Regions from separate parts of the Columba livia genome. Here region 2 is linked to region 1. Evidence: chromatin contacts called from public Hi-C data. All regions are on one chromosome and are shown on one strand. The core of a region is the stretch at or near the end of the contact, and the rest is flanking DNA. Distances in the headings are between cores, read along the strand shown. Region 1 overlaps FGGY (FGGY carbohydrate kinase domain containing). Region 2 overlaps FGGY (FGGY carbohydrate kinase domain containing).

Region 1 (2,700 bases), core at 72-2,571:
ACCTAAGCCTCACCTAAGTCTTATAAAATATAAGCAAAATTAAATGGAGATATAAGTGCAGCAAAAGACTTAACAGTACTTCTTCCTTTTCTACCATCACCTGTTCCTACAGCCCAAGCAAAGGCCATCATCACTTTAATTTGAAAGATGCCCTCTTAGTTTAAAATCTATTTTGGACCAGATCTGTTCATAGCTGCATAAGTATAAATCTGCTGTCTTCTCATGGACTTTCTCCAACTGTATTCTGGTGTGAGCAAGATCAGAATCTTATCCTGGTGATGAATTGCAGGGTTACGCTAAAGGTGTAGCCCATGGCTTTTGGTGAAATCTCATCTATTTATGGGGAAAATAATTTACACTTACAAATTATTATAATAGACATACGATTTTTTTGTTTTTAATGATAACTTGTAAGCAGTGTTTCAAGCACTTTGCTTAAAATGATAAACTCATCCATTAATTAACAATAATTAATCACCAAGCATGTGATGTGTGCTAATTTAGCTGCAGATTTTATAGCAAGAAAATAAACCAAAAAAGTCAAGGAAAAACTATCTTGAGGTCTCTATTTAACATTTTAAATTAATGCTTTTGTAAAGCTACTATTGGTATCCTCTGACACAGGCCACTGCTCTGCCTGCCAAGGGCCTGGGAGCTTTTCTCACCAGTGGGAGACGAGATCTGAACCTTGGAAAAATTTCAGACTTATTCTTTGCGTATAATTTGTGTTCCAGGTGGTGGTAAGAGGTAAATCCTAGAGGCTTTCTCCACTTCGTTGAATGTCGAGGAGCGGAGCAGTTTACTGGAACAGCAGCAGCTTCTCATGTCTTTGCAACAACAGTTTTAACTAGAAAGGCACAATATTTTATAATCTGCAAAGCTGAGCTAGACCATTTTGGCAAAGTGTCTGTCTGCCTGCTAGGGTGGGGTAGGTATTTGCTATCTATGTAATGACTTCCTACTGCAAGTGGGTCAGGTAATTCAAATAACGAGCCAAAACTGCCTTTGGTCAAGTCTGGTGAAGTCTGGGCTGTAAGTAAATCCGTCCCTCTGGTACAGCGTGCACATTCTCTGTCATGTGATGTCTCAGCCGTTTCCTGGTACTGCCACTCCAACAAATACTTCACTTTATCTCTCTCCGATTGTAACATCGGCAGTTTCACCACTGAGGTTGCTGTTGCTGCACTTTCTGGTATCAATGGCCTGCTGGGAACTGAAAAAATACCTACTGGAGAAAACAGTCAAGTACTTGAATGATATGAGAGGCTCCTTCTTTCTCTGCCTTTGGCACCGGGCAATCATCCAGTTTGTTGGTTCTGCTTGTCCAGCTCCAAACCAAATGTTTCAGAATCCAGCCTGCACAAATGATCAGGTTTTAAACAAAACCTGCAGCACAAGATCAGCTTGCTGCATGTGATCAGTGTTCTGCATGGCTTTCCCTCACCCTGAGCTTGGATGCCTTAGTTTCAAGTGCATGGATTGTGCTCATTGTGGCATCTGGAGTGGGGTAAAAGGCATTGTGTGTGTGTGGTGGGGTGGTAAATCCCAAAGCAGGCAATATTGCAGGGGTGTTGCCTGGCACAGTGGTTAAGAAATAACTAATTTCTGGCTGAAATGTTAAAATGTAGGTATGAAGTAACTTGAACGGTAAGCAATAACACCCAGCTCCTCCCCAGCTCCTGCAGGCACCATGGATGGTGCAGGCTGCCCTGTCCAGTGGCAAATCTCACTTTTCCAAGAGCTGCTGGGAAAGGACACGGCAGTTATTGAAAAGATCCTGCAAGTGTTCAGAATACAGCTGTTTGCCAGCAACACAGTGGTACGGCTTTGTTCATCACAAACATTTCGGGCATTGCTATTTATATTACGCCAATTCACCAAATTTTCTAGCTCTGAAAGTGAGTAGAAATTTTGACAAGCTTTGCAGTAACAACTCTTGCTAAGGAAGTCAAAGTTATTCCAACAGACTACAGCTGAACCACAAAAACAGGGGTCCTGAGGATATCCCACAGATACAAACCAGAGTGACCGAGAGGTGTCACAATGTTTTGTAACTACGACCTTTACTGGAAACCATGTCGAAAGGACATAAAAAGATGTTCACAGGCTGTAGTGGGCTTTGGATTAGACGGATGCTTTCTGGAGAACAGCTTCATGAATCCTGGCAGTTCAGAGTAGCTCTTTTAAAACAAAATTTCTGAAAATGAACAAGTTATTTCATAGATGAACTATGTTATCATGAAAAGTTTCTGCTTGTCTGTCTTTCAAAACAAGCATGCTCCTGTAAAGAACAAATGAATGTCAATATTATTCCTAAATGTATTTGAAAGTTAATACTGTAACCATGTGTCACTTAAAAGTACACTGTTTTGATCTTCCCAAGGTTATCCCAGTTGCTTCGCCCCATAAAATTAACCACAAACACAATAGTGAATGAGTCAGAACATCAAGATGACTCGGAGAGAAGGGATAAATGCCTCTGGAGAGCACAGAGAACAGGAGGTGTGGAGCAAAGTTAAGGGTGCAGCGCTGTGTGGTAATAGTTGAACAAACATGGGCTGGGATAAAGACAGAACACTTTTCTGTAAAAATTCTCATTTATTTCAAGCTTCTCCACCTCCCAGCCTTGCAGGTTCTCTAACACCTGACCTGACGGACCAAGGTCCGTGCTCGAAAGACATGAGCAATGAGATGCAAGCT
Region 2 (2,700 bases), core at 128-2,627, 45 kb after region 1:
TCAGTGTTATCTAAGAGGTGTGTTGCTGTACTACAGTTCTAAAATTTTCCAGACACACTATTAATAAAATGCCTGAACTTAAAATAGGTACTATGCAAAACTCGCATAACTGGAACACCTATAAAATGCCCTGTAAACAGCTGCCCTACATCTGAGCTGCCAGTGGATTAATGAAGTTCTAGAGTTAATTTCCATTTATCAGGTAAGATTTAGTGATACTGCCAATACTCATTTCTCTTCTTCTCTGCTGTGCCTTGTCAAGACACTGCATGTGGAGGAGCAGGAGCTAAGACAAGAACTGGAAACCTTTCCTTCACGTGGGAAGGTGCCCTGCTAAAATACTGCTTATTGAACCTGACAGTGAGCGTATAAACATTAGAGGGAGTGCTCACACATGGACTCTCAACCGAGGGGAGGACAAGGCGGTGAAAGTCAGAGCTATTACAAGACAAATGCAAATTAAAGACACTGTTTTTAATCTCCAGGATAGTAAAATACTTTTGAGAGCTCCCAGTCTTTGGGGGAAGAGGGAAGTAGAGAAGGGGATAGGGGGGCAGTAAACTCTACTGAGACTTCTCTTACGGTTTGTATCACCTTTTTTGGGAAAATCATTCTAAGAAAAAAAAAAAACAACAACAGAGGAGTTTGAAACTAACAGAAAAGCACTTGCTAAAAGGTAGCTTGCTCTTTGTAAAACTTCCCATGAGGCCTGAAAAAGCACCCTAAGCATACACTTTACCAGACAGTTTTGCATATGAAATGCTGTTTGTTTCAGAAACAGTAGTGTGTTTTTACCAGGGGGGTTATTCCTGTCGATTGTCCCCCGATTACTGATCTGTGAGAAGCAAAAAAAAAAAAAAAGAAGTCAGGGCCACCACAAAGATATAAGCGTAACTATTAAAGTTCATGGGGTTTTCTACATTCCTCCTCCTTACCCTGAAACTTCAACCCTTGAGTAAATGCTGCCATATATATTTCCTTTGTTTGACTGTCTGGTGGGCCACCTGGAAAGCATCAGTGCTCTAAGAAGAAAACTGCTATTGTTTATGGGGAATTTCCTTAAAACAAAATCGTGCTGCCCATTACCATTTCCCAGAAAGGTATATTGTTCTATCACCACCCATATCAAATTCAAGTGCAGAGACATGTCTACGGTACGTGCAGCAGCTCAGATAGGCTGGGCTGTTGCAATCCTTTTGCAATCCTGTGCAGAAAACAGAACGTTAACACTGGCATGCTGCTCCCACGCCCTCCCCTTCTCGGGCTTTACATTAACTCAGTGACACCCTGCTAGGCACAAGGTTTATTTACACAACACAAAGTCTCAAGAGGAACCTTTGTTCCACTGCAATGTTGACAAGGCTTATGAAGCACTAGTGACTATAGTAAAGGTGTCTTAAGACTCAACTGAGGACCACGTATGAATGAAATGTTTTGAAACTCGCTTGATCGAGTTTCCAGCTGCAGCACAATACTTTTAGCCAGAAGCCACTGGGACAAACTAGGGAAGGTCCTGGCTTCCACGGAGACCAGTGAATTGCAGTAACACAGTGGTTCCACGAGGACTTTAATGCAGGATATGCTGGTGACAGCCTGAAAAGAAGCAAATGCCTCTCTCCCCAGCCATTCAGGTTTTTCGCTAGGATAGTTTTGAACGGGATGTATTTCCCAACACACTTCACCTCACGGCTGTGTCAGCACAAGGGAGGGGACAGCGTGGGAGCAGGAAGAGGGCAGGACTCCCTCTTATGTCAGCAGCGCCGGCTGAAAGCACTTGGGGAACTAACGACATCGTAATTTGTGCTGATTTATGTCTGCTAAAAAGTACTTCTTACTTGTCCTTAAAAATGATTGCTAGATGTATAGCATTTTAAAACGTAACATACATGTAAAAACAGGCAAGAAAGCTTCGGTGCACATTTATTGGATGGAAGTGTCCAAGGGGGGCTGTAAGCTTCACTTCCTTGGGACTGGCAATACCCATTCCTGCGAGGAGGGAATGGCTGCTGCACTCCCCCTCTTCCCCAAGGGCTGGGTAATACAAATGAGTTCCTGTATTTCACCTGACCGTCTTCTTGTCAAAGTTTTGGACTAAATATCAAGGCTTTTTCTTCAAAGAAACTATCTGTGATTCTGGAGAGGTGCTTATCGCTGTGCCTCAGCTTCCCCCTTCTGGGAAGCCAACATGTAATACTTCCTCCTACACAGCATTTTTGACATTCACAACTTCAAACCATTGTCGGAGCCTCTCACAGCAGAGACTCTAAATGTAAAGGAAAACAAACAAACAAACTCACATCATGTCCAAAAAAGCAAGCCGATAGCAACGCAGATATTTGGTCAAATGTCAGAGAGTAACCAGAGAGTGAAAATGGCATAAACCTAAGTGCCAGTATATGCTCTACACAGTCCTGGGTCTGATTCAAAAGGCACTACAAGGCTGATGAACCAGTAAAAATGTCAATGGTTGATATCTGAAAAGCAAATGGGGCCAGTAACAAATATTTTATACCAATAAGTTAATCCTAGATCTTTTTTTTGGATGAAATCCCATTCTTTTTCTGTACCTTTATCCTTAATGCATGTTTTAAAATTAAAATACTTCATACCACTTAAATAGCATTTATTCTCCACAGATCTGCACACTTTTCTAGAACTTCAGTCTCATTATCCCCATTTTACAGGCAGGGAAACCAAACC

The links. A called contact is a pair of places that touch in the nucleus more often than the background predicts.
Region 2: a contact with region 1 is called in a Hi-C map of crop, with 1.6 times the contacts expected there. The contact joins two enhancer-like sites. A contact is called at or near these places in 2 of 2 Hi-C or Micro-C datasets (crop and liver).

Annotation. Positions count from the first base shown.
Region 1 is chr8:12,710,005-12,712,704 of bColLiv1.pat.W.v2, forward strand. The region is part of intron 1 of FGGY (FGGY carbohydrate kinase domain containing); the gene reads right to left. Among named protein-coding and RNA genes, the nearest start is that of JUN, 55 kb to the right of the region's middle. Within about 2 kb of position 1,322, at least 1 of the 3 cell types and tissues checked has an H3K27ac peak away from gene starts, as active enhancers do.
Region 2 is chr8:12,755,119-12,757,818 of bColLiv1.pat.W.v2, forward strand. All of the region lies in intron 1 of FGGY (FGGY carbohydrate kinase domain containing), which reads right to left. Among named protein-coding and RNA genes, the nearest start is that of JUN, 9.6 kb to the right of the region's middle. Within about 2 kb of position 1,378, at least 2 of the 3 cell types and tissues checked have an H3K27ac peak away from gene starts, as active enhancers do.